Regions from separate parts of the Zea mays genome. Here all the other regions are linked to region 2. A link is a contact called in public Hi-C data. All regions are on one chromosome and are shown on one strand. The core of a region is the stretch at or near the end of the contact, and the rest is flanking DNA. Distances in the headings are between cores, read along the strand shown.

Region 1 (4,501 bases), core at 1,116-3,615, 360 kb before region 2:
TTTAAATCCTTGCTCTCCACTTCTCGAGGAACGTCCAGGACGAGTCGGCGGTCAATTGACACCTCAGTCCTCACATGAGCTTCCAAAGCAGTTTTCGAGGGATTGTCTCTCTCACATAAGCCAATCTCATGGATTTGGGCTTTTCAGGCATTGGTCTAGCATTTATTAGCACATGTACAGCCTAAATATTATATTATATATGATTCTCTAAGCATTAGATATATCTAAAAAATATTCATACAACTCAATGTATCTAAAATTTATATTTGATTCATTAGAAGTGTTGAGCCCACTTTTGGGCAGGCGGGCAATCCGCACTGATGGCACACACGTAGAATTAGTTAAGTTCCGAGTTTATATTTGCGGGATTTGTTAGCTAAATCTGCGGGATTAACTCGGAAACCGACGTGTAACGGGGCCAAACCTCCCCTTTTATATAAATGAAGGCTGGGACCGATTGGGACCCGAAAAATCGATCAATCAATCAATATACATCTAGTTCTTTACATTTTGTCGTAGGAGTAAACAATAACTTAGTTTTCTCTTTAAATCTTCACATTATCCAGCTGTACGTCGATTAGAGGCGTCTTGGGTGGCCTACCGATCCCAAGACACCATATGATCTCTCATCCCCGATGGGGTCCATCTCGGGAGCGAGATCAGACGCCATCGCCGAACTTCGTCGCCCCTGCGCACGCGCGGACCCTCCAGACACCAGGCGTGGACCGTCCGGCTTGTCAGGCAGGAACCTTTCGGCCCCTGGCCCGGACCGTCCATTCCTCTGTAGATAGCACCGGTGTCGGTTCTCATCGCAGCGATTAGCGCCCGGATTAGCGCTAGCAAGAAGCCCTCAAGATACGAATCATTTTATGTGGGTTATATAAGTGAAACTGTATCTAGACCTAGAGAACCATGCTAGAGACGTTCATTCATCAAGATATATTTCGTGTTTTTTCACTTACTCACTTGATATCCCTTGAGATACGGATCATTTTGGACTTGTTCGATTTCATCAAATCCATATAGATTGTAGAGGATTAGATAGATTTTAATCCACAACAAATCAAAATCCTTCACAAATTTTCCAACCTCTTCCAATTCATAAAATATAGGAATAACTGAACAATATCTTATATGGGTGTACATGCCCTTAGCGTCGGTAGTTTGGTTGTCAACAAGACACCAAAGGCAAAAGGAAACGGGTTCAACCTTTTTCGAGCCCTTATAAAACACGCTTCTTTGGGTTGCCTGTCCGTTAATACGAGAAATCTGATGATAATTTCCGTTTCTTCAAAAATAGGGAGGGGATAATGCATTAGGTTGAGTCCAGTGCACCGCCTCCCTCTCGCCCCTGCCACGTCAGCTCTCGCCTCCACTCTCGCCCCTGCTGCTCCAGTGCACAGGCTGCAGCAGGCTACAGCCTCAGGCTATAGCCACGTCAGCTTTTTTATTTCAGAATTAAGTAATTCACGCGGATTTATTTCAACGCTCAGAAAACACACAACATAATATTTTTTATTGAATTAAAAATTACAAAGTACATAATAATTAAAATAAAATGACATGATAATTAAAATAAAATTACATAACTCTAATCGGACTCCTCGATCTCATCCTCATCTTTCTCCTCTTCACGTTCCGCTTCCGGTTCCTCTTCTTCGTCATCTAGCAGACGGAAATAGTGCACGGAGGAGTGAGGCTGAAACATCGGAGCGACGATGTAGTGAAGAAGACTCATCTAACGGAAGGGTTGTAGGTGACCCATCGGACTGCAAGAGATCCGTGAAGGTGTTCAAATCTGGGGACCAACCCGACATTGTGTGAAGAAAGGGGAGTTTAGAAGAGAAAAATAAGATGGAATGGTGTGTGGAATGAGCTCCACCCGGGTAGGGGTATATATAGAGAGATTGGGGATGAAATTTGTGATTTTTTGTAATTTTTTTCGAATTTTTTGGACTCCAAACGGTCAAAAACGGCTAGTTGCAACGGCTAGCACACGTGGACCAATCAGATCGCGACACGTGGACCAATCAGATCGCGCCACGTCGCTCTCGCCCGCGCTCTCGCCCCGCCAGTGCCTCGCCTCCCTCTCGCCCGCCTCTCGCCCGGGCGAGCGCTCCAGCGCGGGCGAGAGCGAGGCGATATCGCCCGCTCTCGCCGGGCGCCAGCGCCATCGTCCGGCGCCGGCCTCTCGCCCGCCTATCGCCCGCGCGCGGGCGGCAGCGGCCTCTTCTCACCCGCGCTGCCGCCTGCACTAGCACCAGCCTTAAGAGCGCGCAGGCCGGGCACCGCTGGTGGGCCATAGGCGACCCATCAGCCCACGAAACTAAAAAGGCACACGAGGGGGAAGACGATGCCCACCAGGCTCCAGAGCGACGAGCCCGATGGGCGTCGTGTGGTCGGCGTGCCGCGTGGAGGAGGCAGCGTGATCTTTCTATTGCCGCCCTGGCCGATCTCGTGGCGGAGGCACGACCGCAGCAGGCAACGACGAGCCGAGCGGAAAGCGACGAGGGGCAGCCACAATATCTTCCGCCCACCAATGGCCTCGCGCTCCCTCGCTCCTCGCTGCCCGCACCCTATCCTCTCCTCTCCTCCTTCACCGGCTCCGAACGCTCACCCGCACCTCCATGCCGCGCGCGCGCGGTAACACACCTCCGTGAGTCTCCTCTTGCTCGTAGTAAAACACTAGCGGACCAGAAAACGCCTCTCTATCTCTCTTTCCTCGTCAGTCCCTCTCTCTCGGCGTGTGGTGGGCATAGCTTCCCTGCCTCCACTTGTCTTCTTTGTTTCCTCTGCTGAGGGCTAGTAGGATCAGTTCAGTTCCTCGCCGCCGGTCTCCTACTGCGTGCACTTCTGCTGCCTGCTGTCCTAGCCCTGTACCGCCGACTCTACTGTACCTCATCATTCGCCTTGCTGCATCCGCCGCCTCGGTCGCGCAGGTACGGTACAACTCCGGCGTTTGCTTGCTCGCAGTCGCATCGCCTATTCGCCTGCGCCGGTTGTTTCTCTCTCTCGATAGGTGTGTGTATACAGAATATACATATACTTACTCACGTACCGTACGGCCGCCGCGGCGTGCGCAGGTGAAGCGGACGCCATGACCGCGACGCCGGCAGTGATCGGGCTGAGCGCTGGGCACCGCCTCCTCGCCACCTCGTTCGGCTCCCCCGACCTCGCGTCCCCGGACGCGCACTCGTCGCTGCAGTTCGCGGCCGCCGCACCGAAGCTCACCGTCGTCGCGCACCGCGCCCCCGCCTCCTCTTCCTCCTCCTCTCCGCCCAACGTCGGGCGCGGCTCTTCCGCCGCCGGCCACGCGCGCGCGCGCGCCATCCGGGCGCTCAGGAACCACTCCGCGCCCGCGCTCGCCACGCCACCGCCGCCTCCTCTACCGGCGGACCCGACTCCGGACCTAGACTCGGAGTTCGAGTCCTCGCTCGAGGCCATCGTGCTGCTGCAGCGCTCCATGCTCGAGAAGCAGTGGGAGCTCCCCTTCGAGGACGACATCATTTCCACTGACGACGAGCAGGACGACAGGGTTAGCAAGGCCACGGTGGTGGCGGCGCGGTCGGGCGTCTCGGCGCGGCAGCGGCGGATGAGCGGCCGGCGGCGGGGAGCTGGTCGGAAGAGCGTTGCCATCAGCCCGGAGCTGATGCAGAGCCGGAACCGCATCTACCTCAGGGGCACCGTCAGCAAGGACCTCCTCACGCACAAGCAGGTCATCCAGCTCTCCAGGAAGATCAAGGACGGCATCTGGCTTCAGCACCAAAGATCAAAGTAACGTTTCAATCCAAGATGCATGCCCATCAATTGCACAACTTCAGATAATTAGCATTTGAAAGCTGACATCGTATCTCCCAAAACCATTCAAAATGCTCTATAGGCTGAAATGTATTAAACAAAAGTCCATGTAGTATAACTGTGATCAAAATTGCACGCTGAAGATTGTGGGCGCCTAATGAAATTACATTCCCTATCTGATTCTGATTCCCCGCTGCCCCCAATTTTGAGTTCAGGCTGAAGGAGAAACTGGGGAACGAGCCATCATACAAGCAGCTGGCACAGTCACTGCGGATATCAGCTCCTGAACTGCGCGCAAGGATGCGCGAGTCGTTTCTCGCGAGGGAGATGCTGACAATGAGCAACATCCGTCTGGTCATATCCATTGCCCACAAGTATGATAACCTCGGTGTCGACTTGGCAGACCTTATTCAGGTGATGGCATGAGATGTGTCGACCGATTGAAATGTATCTGGGTATTCCAGCTGTTTAATTTGTTTGTTTTACACTGCAAATTACTCATTACTTTACCTCAAACGTTGAAATGGAATGTGTTCATCCACGTTGCAGGGTGGTCTGATAGGGCTACTCCGAGGGATCGAAAAATTTGATGCATCGAGGGGATTCAGGATTTCCACCTATGTGTATTGGTGGATTCGTCAGGTTATTTGAGCAGATTTTCTTGTCCTGCAGCAGCAATTTGGACCTAATCAGATCATAGCTG
Region 2 (4,183 bases), core at 289-2,788:
TATTTTTGTTGCTAAGTTACATTACAGACCAAATAAACTTAACCTGACCAGCTTGTAGAAAAATGTGGTATGGCAATTAAAGATACACGAATTGCTCATAATGTTACTTTCTATTCATGCTTGTAATTGAATTTACTTTTATGTGAATATTATGCATAGAAGCCATGCTATGATAATGGATTGTTAGAATCACTTATCAAATATGATTGTGCCGTCGCAACGCATACAGGGGTGGGCCTCATTCAATTCAATGGTATTCAATTGAATACCCATTATTTTGACAAAAACAACATATACATATATAGTATATATACATAGGAAATAAGAAATGAATCAAATGAGTGGAGGAATTTCTATTAACTTAGACCAAAATATCTCTAATCTCCTTGCTACTTCTCATACCCACCCAGCCCAATAAATTGTTGTGTGATTGTGTCCTATGAGATCCAATGGAGTGATATAGCCCATCTTAGTATCTCACGACAAAAAATCTTCAAACCCTATTGTCGTACTAGGGAAGAGTTGTCAGGTCGTGGTGGGACATTAGCGACAATGCGAGGCATTAGCGATTGGAAAGAGCCAAATATGATAAGTATCTAGGCAACAACCGAGCAATAGCCTCTGGTGCATTTCGATTTAAATTTTTTGAAATAGTTGTATGAAATTTGAGTTTAGTAGGCTAGTTATTGGATCGGTTATGACTATATTGTGTGTGCTTAATTATAGATTATATATAATTAACTACATATATAAACAAGCTTTAGGTCTAGAAAAAATTTTATCCTAATTTTTTTGAATACCCGCCTTCTAAATCCTGGGCCCGCCACTGAATGCATAGGCACTGTACTATGTAGTGGTGAAATAACTAGATTAAAATAATAAAATTTATGTATGGCTAGAATCATAAATGGATCATGAAGTATTTTCTTATAATAGTATAACATATATTTGTACTTAAGTTATCGTGCTATTATATGTTCCCGTTGCAATGCACGGACGCCTTAGCTCCGCGCGAAGGCGCCCGTGAACACACGTACTTTACATGACTGCACAAATATCTTTAAACACAGCTTGTTGGGCTTTCATTGATGTTCAAACTACTCACAGGAATTAATGCTCCAATTGGATTTGGGTCGTATAGCTCTGAAAGTCGGACAGATAAACAAAGCCCAGCTTTTCCCCCCTGGAGCGCCCAATAATAATCCTTGTTTTTTTTTCTTCCTTCTCGAGGAAGCCCAATGAGATGGATGCCATCCCAATTGGATCCGAGGGATGTGATGTTTTTTATTTTAAATGTCATATAAGCATCAATCAAGATCATGCAACCAACATCAGCAGTATGTATTTTGAGTGGGAGAGAGACAAGCTCCCTGAAATGAATTCTCCATTCTTAAAGCTCTGTAGGCTCGGAACCTGAGCCTGGTCGTGAGGACATGGACAAGGTGACGACGGAGCAAAACAAGGGCCATATTTCGCGGCCGGGAAAACATCCTCCCTTAAAGGCGGTGACATGCATGCATGCGCCTTATCTTGAGACTCACATCAAGATCCCATTCTTTGTAGGCTTGTAACCCAACTTAATTCTGGACAGGAATCTGCGATCAGAGACTCATCACGTCCTCGCTAGCTAGAAGACATGCATAATAACGTATATGCCTTCAGAAATATGTGTTCACTTCGTGTCTTCGTTCATATATATGCACCCAAAATCAGTTCTTGAGCAGCCTTTAGCCAGCTTCGTATCAGGTATCACACACTGTTGTTAGCACCTGCAACTGCAATGTGGAGCTGGAGCTCCATGGCGTTTGGCTCTCTCCTCCTCCTCTTCCTCCTGGCTACCAGAGCTTATGGTGATGATGATACTTGATCTTCATTTTTATCTCTCAGTCTCTGTACGTATATATATAGAATGATGACGAAGATGTTACATTTTCATCGTCTGCAGGTCTTGGGAGGCAGGACATGCAGTTGCACACAGCACACTTGCCCATGAACACGAAGGTCAATAGCCAGAAGGTGAGTGACGCAGTTCTTTCTAGCTAGCGTTAAGCCGTTAATTCTCCAGTCTACATTAATTAGCTTCTTCTTCGTCATGCGCACCCATGTGACTGCGTGTGCGCGCGCGCGTCTGATGATCTGTAGTAATTCTCTATTCGATCTGTGCTGTAGCAGGAGATACCAGCTGACTTCAAGTGGCAACTACGACCGCCGGCGGGCACACTGGACAGCCGCCGGAACGGCTTAGGCGGCAGCACCACACCGCCAGAGCATCGCCGCCTGGCGACGACCACGGGACGTGCCGCTGCCGCGAAGGAGGAAGACGGCGGAGGAGAGGTCAAGAAGACGATGTGGAGGACTCATCGTCGTGAGGTGGCGGCGCCCAGGTTTATCCACCAAGACTACGCCGGGCCCAGCGGTCACTCACCCAACCACCACCGGGCAATTCCCTGCGGCCCATGCTAGCATGCATCGAGCACAACAGCAGTTTTTCTCCGGTGAACAAATGCTGCTTGCATGCTTTGCGTCCGGAGATGCGATGTCCTTGTTGTGGGCTTGTGGCTGGAGAGACGACTAGCAGCAGAGGAGTCCCCTAGTAGCACCTAGCTAGATACAGTGGCGGACCCAGGATTTGAGGACAGTCTAGGCAAGATTAAGTTGCTATCCTTTATGTCTGTGCTTGCTTGCTTCTCTCCATTGCCGTAGGATTAAGCGTATGGTACTTGCTTGCTTCTCTCCATTGCCGTAGGCAAAGCAGCCCAGGCCACCGCCTGTGGTGCCTGGGTGGTGAGTCCGCCACTGGCTAGACCCTAGTTCAAGTTGCTGGTAGACATTGGCAGTTTTGGGCTTATTTCAAGATAACTTTTCTCACTCTCAAATCTTGATTAGTATATGTTTGACGCGAAGATCGGTCACACGCTAGCTAGCTACATCTAGGCCGTCACTACAGGAAAACTACAGGAAAAACAGTTAATTCCCGTCGGCCAGGAACCGACGGGAATAAGCATTAAACCGACGAGAATAAGTAATTCCCGTCGGTTTAGGGCTTATTCCCGTCGATTGTCAGCGGCCAGGCGTCCCTTGTCGGGGATAAGGTTATCCCCGTCGGCGGCTGACAGGAATAATTAATTCCCGTCGGCTAGTTAGTGGCCGACGTGAATTAAGGCTAACTCCCGTCGGTTTTGCTGGCCGACGGGCGTCACATATTAATTCCCGTCGGTTTCCCAGGCCGACGGGAGTTATTAATTAATTCCCGTCGGCCCTACGTGGCCGACGGGAATTAACTGGGCCGACGGGCATTAGTAATTAATTCCAGTCGGTTCGACCATAGCCGACGGGAATTAACTGGGCCGACGAGAATTACCCTATACTGCTACAAAAACAGCACTAAATTAGGTCACTATTTCTGCACACATAACATATATCACACATACATAAATCACAGATAACAACCACATTACAAACACATGCATTTAGAGATACGACATTCACAAACACATGCATTTAGACATAAACACATGCATTTATAATTAAAACATCCACCAACGAGTACGACATAGTATTAAAACTAAACATCCACCAACGAGTACGACATAGTTTTGAAACATAACATCCACCAACGAGTACGACATTTCAAACATAAGTTCAAGTGTTTAGAGATAACCACCACTTGGGTGGTTAGAGCTTTGACCGCCGCCGCCACCACCACCAGGAGGAGGGAACGCGAAGAGCGAGTCAACAAATCCAGTCCCTACTGCTGGATCAGACCCACTACCACCCGCTTCAGGCGTAACCTATGCAAGTTAGCAAATATCAACACGTTAAATGCAAATATCAAAAAATATACAAGTGTATAAATTAATCGAGAGTTATCAAACGTACCCTATCTCCAAGTGCAGGTATATGTGTCGGAGGGGTGTTGAACTGTGGTGGTGGAACTGGTGTGTTTGCAAATTGGCTCCATTGTGGTGGCGGTGGAAAATTTGTTGCCATGCCCTGTTGCTGCATTAACTGTTAAACACATATGTGTTACTACTGAAGATGTTGTATTGAAATATAATAATTTAGAGTTCGGATTATGTGTACTCACTTGATACATCGCTTGGTTATGTGCATTGCAAGCCTCCATAAATTCGTGTTGTTGTCTCATCTCTTCACGCATCCTCATAATCTCCAACTTCTGCTC
Region 3 (4,144 bases), core at 1,411-3,910, 280 kb after region 2:
CTCTCTCCGTCTCGACCTACGGGCCAGAAAGTACTCACTCTCACGGGTTTGGTAGATTATATATGGTGCTGGTGTGTCATATGGTGAGATGGGGAGTCTAGCTGGGACGGATACGGAGTTGGATATCCATCCTTCTCAAAAAACTTTGTGTCAGACCATCTAGTTAAATACGCGGACCGTCCGACTCCGTGCGCGGACTGTCCGGCTATGTGGCCGGACCGTCCGACATTATATTCGGATTGCCTTGCGTCATACGCGGACGGTCCGAATGGGTTATCTAGGGTTTGCACGGTATGTGGCGGCTTGGGTGCAGGCCTCGGTAATTCGCTTCTAAAAATGGGATCGGTCGCCGCTGGCCCGGACGGTCCGCGCTCACGTGCGGACGGTCCGGACATGCGCAGATTGGCAAATTTATCGCCGATGCGTGTGGGAGGCTGTTGTTGCCCAAGGTACATGTCTATCGTCATCCCATAAAGGGGTTGTGACTGATCGTGACAACCTGTAGCCGATGAATTACGTGTGTATTCCCTCAGTTCAACCTCGTGCGAAGGAATATTTGCAATAGTAGACTTATCAAACGCATGCACTAGCCTTTTATGATCTTTTTGTATATCCCCTACGATACGTTTTATCTGCTCTCGTTGTTCGTCTATGTAAACTTTAAGAGATTGGAGTTCATTGGTACTACTTACATTGGGGGTAATCGTAGTAGGTCGGAGCGAAGCCAGATCTGTCGTCCGTTGCCGAATGACTTTGTTGTTCCTGTACACCTTGAAGTCGACCAGGAATTCTTCCTTTGCTTCACGAATCAGCTACTCCTAACGCTCCTCGAACAGGAGCTGTTCTTCAGCCGGCAAGGTTTCCCATGTTGGTGTGATGATATTGCTGGTGGAAACTTCAGAGCTATCTTTTGAACCGGCCATTGAGAGCCGATCTCGATAGGTCTATATGAAATCTTCCCCAGCGAAGTCGCCAAAAAGTATGTTGACACCTTTTTGGGGCGCCAATCACTCAATACGAACCTGCGTCGGTGCTCTCTGCACAGGCGCGGACGATCCACGGCCAGGGGCCAGACGGTCCGCGGCCTGGTGCGAGGCTAGGGTTCCGTGCCTAACGGTCGGACGGCCCACGCATGCGCAGGGGCGGCGGAAGATCACCGGCGGCACCTGGATCTTGCGAATCACGCGAATTTCGTTAACAAACACAGGCAAGAAACTCGGAATCCTAATCTATTCTGTGCGCGTGCGGACCATCCGACACACAGGCGCGAACTGTCTGGACCGCGGACCGTCCGGCTCCAGAACGAGACCGTCCGCTCGCTCTTTTTGTGCCTAGGGGTGGGCGTTCGGGTTACCCGAAATTTTCGGGTCGGGTAATTCGGGTTTTTAAAATTTCGGGTTTTGAGAATTGATACCCGAAATTACAACGGATTTTGCAATACCCGAAAATTCGGGTACCCGGAATTTTGGGTTCGGGTTCGAGTATTCCCGAACTACCCGAATTATTATGTTGGCTTCATAGAAAAACATATACCCTATTAAATTAGCATAAAAACATAGTTTGAATAATGATATACATGGACATATAAAACATAAGCTATCTATAATCACAAGTTATGCACACTTACACATAATTATAGATGTATAAATTAATAATTAAGCATGACACATGAAAGTTCGGGTAATTTGGGTATTTTGGGTACCCGATTGTGATACCCGAATTACCCGAAATAAATTCGGGTTTTGCAAGTTGCTACCCGAAATTCCCGGACAAAATTCGGGTTTCGGATATTTCGGGTTCGGATTCGGGTATTCCGGGTTCGGGTTTCGGGTTACGGGTTTTTTTGCCCAGCCCTATTTATACATGTACATGTGGGCCGGCCTGGCCCGGCACGGCACAAGCCCACGAAAGCACGGCCCACAAAGGCACGGCCCACAAAAGCACATATCTAATTATGGGCCGTGCCGTGCCAGCACGTGTGCCCAGTCATCGGCCCACGACACGGCCCACAATTAGTTATGTGTGCCAGGCCGGCCCAAATAGCCCAAAATGTCTTAATGTGCCAGACCGGTCCATATACATACAACAGTAATACATCAACAAAAAGTATAAAATATATATATGACCAAAATAAAACTAAGATGTTTTGTGGATGCACATTATAAACCTTTGGTCAGAAAGAAAAAAAATACAATTAGCTCACAAATAATATCCAGTTCTCTGTTTAGTGTTTAATTGAGTACTATACATCCATACAGAATACATATACAATGATCATCATCACTATTCACTATCTATATATTGGTATTGGTTCTCGATGGCTTATTGAAGCTCTAGATTCTCCAAGTTATGCTAGTCATGTGGGATTTGATAGACCTTAGTTAAATACTGAGTCTATATTTAGTGGGCCTCGGTGGGCCTTAGTTAAATGGGTCGTGCCAGGCCGGCCCGTGGGCTTGACTTGAGGCCCAGGCACGGCCCACAATGTGGGCCGTGCCGGCCTAGGCCCACAATTAGGTTGGGCCGTGCCAGATATGAGCCGTGCCAAAAATTGTGTGCTTTGAGCCGACCTATTAGGCACAGCATAAATGTACACCTATAGCCCTATTTATGCCCAACACATCCCGTTCGATTCCATCCCACCCCACCACCCGTGTCTCGTATCGCCATTCTACCCAACCGCAACGAAAATGAGCCCAGGCGATAAAGGCTGAGTCCGTCCGTCGAAAAGCGAGCGCAGAGTGGGAGAGAGAAGGGGGTCGATTCGGAGAGATCGAGAAAGAGGAGGGAGGCGGAGGGCGACGTGGCGGTGGGTGCTGAAGCGGAGCCTGCAGCGCCCGCTCGAGTACTCGCCGGATCGCCCGACCTGCCGGTACAGCGCTGCAGACAGCCTGATCCGGCCGATCCGGCGGGAATGGCGGCGCGAGGAGGGATCTAGCGGAGGTGGTGGGGTCGCGCGGCAATGGCGGAGGCAGAGCCGCGGCGCCGGTGGGCGGTGTGGGCGCTACTGCTGCTGCTCCACCCCGCCGCGCTCGTGCTCGCCAACACCGAAGGTGCGCGGTGAGCCCGTCCTTCTCTCTCTCTCTCTCTCTCTCTCTCTCTCTCTCTCTCTCTCTCTCTCCCCGCTTCGCTTGCTTGCCTTGTGCCCCCCGACTTGCTCCGTCTGACGCGGGGGGCTTCCGGGAGCTCTGCCTGCTTCCGGTGCACCTAATTCAAACGGGGGTTGGGCTTACCGCTTTACGCCTATGCTACTGGAGCAGTGCATGAGGCGAGCGCCAAGTGCCGTTTCCTGGGGGTTTGGCTGGGCGCCGTTTCTGGCCCTCGCTGCCCGGGAGTAGAGGAGCCGTTTCTGCGTTTGACCAAACAAATTCGAATCCACTTTTACTCTGCGGCGGATTCAGGTGCCTGGCAACTGGCCGAGCCGAACAAATCCGCCCTTCCTTTTGCTGCAAATTTGTATCTATTTTTGCTCTTCGAGACCAAAACTTAGAGAGTTATTAGTGCTGCTAGCATCATTAATTGGATCCATATCTCCTCTGAATTCATTTCCCTCCGAGTGTCCATGCTCCCTCGTTCTGGTGTTCCTGCTGCGCGCCCCTGTGCGTCCTGAAGGCCTTCTGTGGCTTAGTACTACTGTTGCATTAAATCGCTTCGCTACATTCTGCCTAATGTTTCCTGCGTGCTGGTTTGCTCGGGCAACGGTAGTGCAGTCGCCTTACCGGTCGTTAGGCTTGATTTGGACGTCTCCTGACGTGGTTTCGTTGTTTCTGGATATACTTCTGTTCTGTTTCTAGTTGGTGGCTGGACATTTCTCAGGGGGCCTTGGTGTCTATATTTGGTTCTGCTACTCAGAGTGATTTTCCATCTTCCTAGTCCTATAATTTGCTTGTTTGAGGGTGAGCGGCGATTTATGGCCGGTTTTCGGTTGCTGGTGCTCGGGCTGGTTAGGAGTCAGGACTTTGCATGGCTTGCTTCTGTTGTTTGCTTGTTTCGGGTGCTTGCTGTTAGGTTCACGCTGACAGCGCTTGCTTGAGTATTGGTTATTTTGTGCTACTTTGGTCTTGCACCGATGGTCATGTGGCCTATGGGCTATATTTCGTTTATTTGGAGCGAAGTGTTTTGTCATAGAATGGACAGTTGTCTT

What was found. A called contact is a pair of places that touch in the nucleus more often than the background predicts.
Region 1: a contact with region 2 is called in a Hi-C map of ear, with 2.3 times the contacts expected there. The contact joins the promoter of LOC541692 here to the promoter of LOC103653050 in region 2. A contact is called at or near these places in 2 of 25 Hi-C or Micro-C datasets (ear and tassel).
Region 3: a contact with region 2 is called in a Hi-C map of leaf, with 6 times the contacts expected there. The contact joins the promoter of LOC100382052 here to the promoter of LOC103653050 in region 2. A contact is called at or near these places in 4 of 25 Hi-C or Micro-C datasets (ear, leaf and tassel).

Annotation. Positions count from the first base shown.
Region 1 is chr4:32,765,515-32,770,015 of Zm-B73-REFERENCE-NAM-5.0, reverse strand. LOC541692 (sigma factor of plastid RNA polymerase) reads left to right here and starts at 2,365. Exons shown (of 10, transcript XM_008680032.2): 1 at 2,365-2,939; 2 at 3,084-3,774; 3 at 4,014-4,212; 4 at 4,348-4,440. The coding sequence starts at 3,098.
Region 2 is chr4:32,407,568-32,411,750 of Zm-B73-REFERENCE-NAM-5.0, reverse strand. LOC103653050 reads left to right here and starts at 1,538. Exons shown (of 3, transcript XM_008680025.3): 1 at 1,538-1,850; 2 at 1,946-2,016; 3 at 2,170-2,876. The coding sequence starts at 1,781. The coding sequence ends at 2,463.
Region 3 is chr4:32,131,799-32,135,942 of Zm-B73-REFERENCE-NAM-5.0, reverse strand. It overlaps LOC100382052 (Somatic embryogenesis receptor kinase 2), which reads left to right and starts at 2,660. Exons shown (of 11, transcript NM_001174817.1): 1 at 2,660-3,060.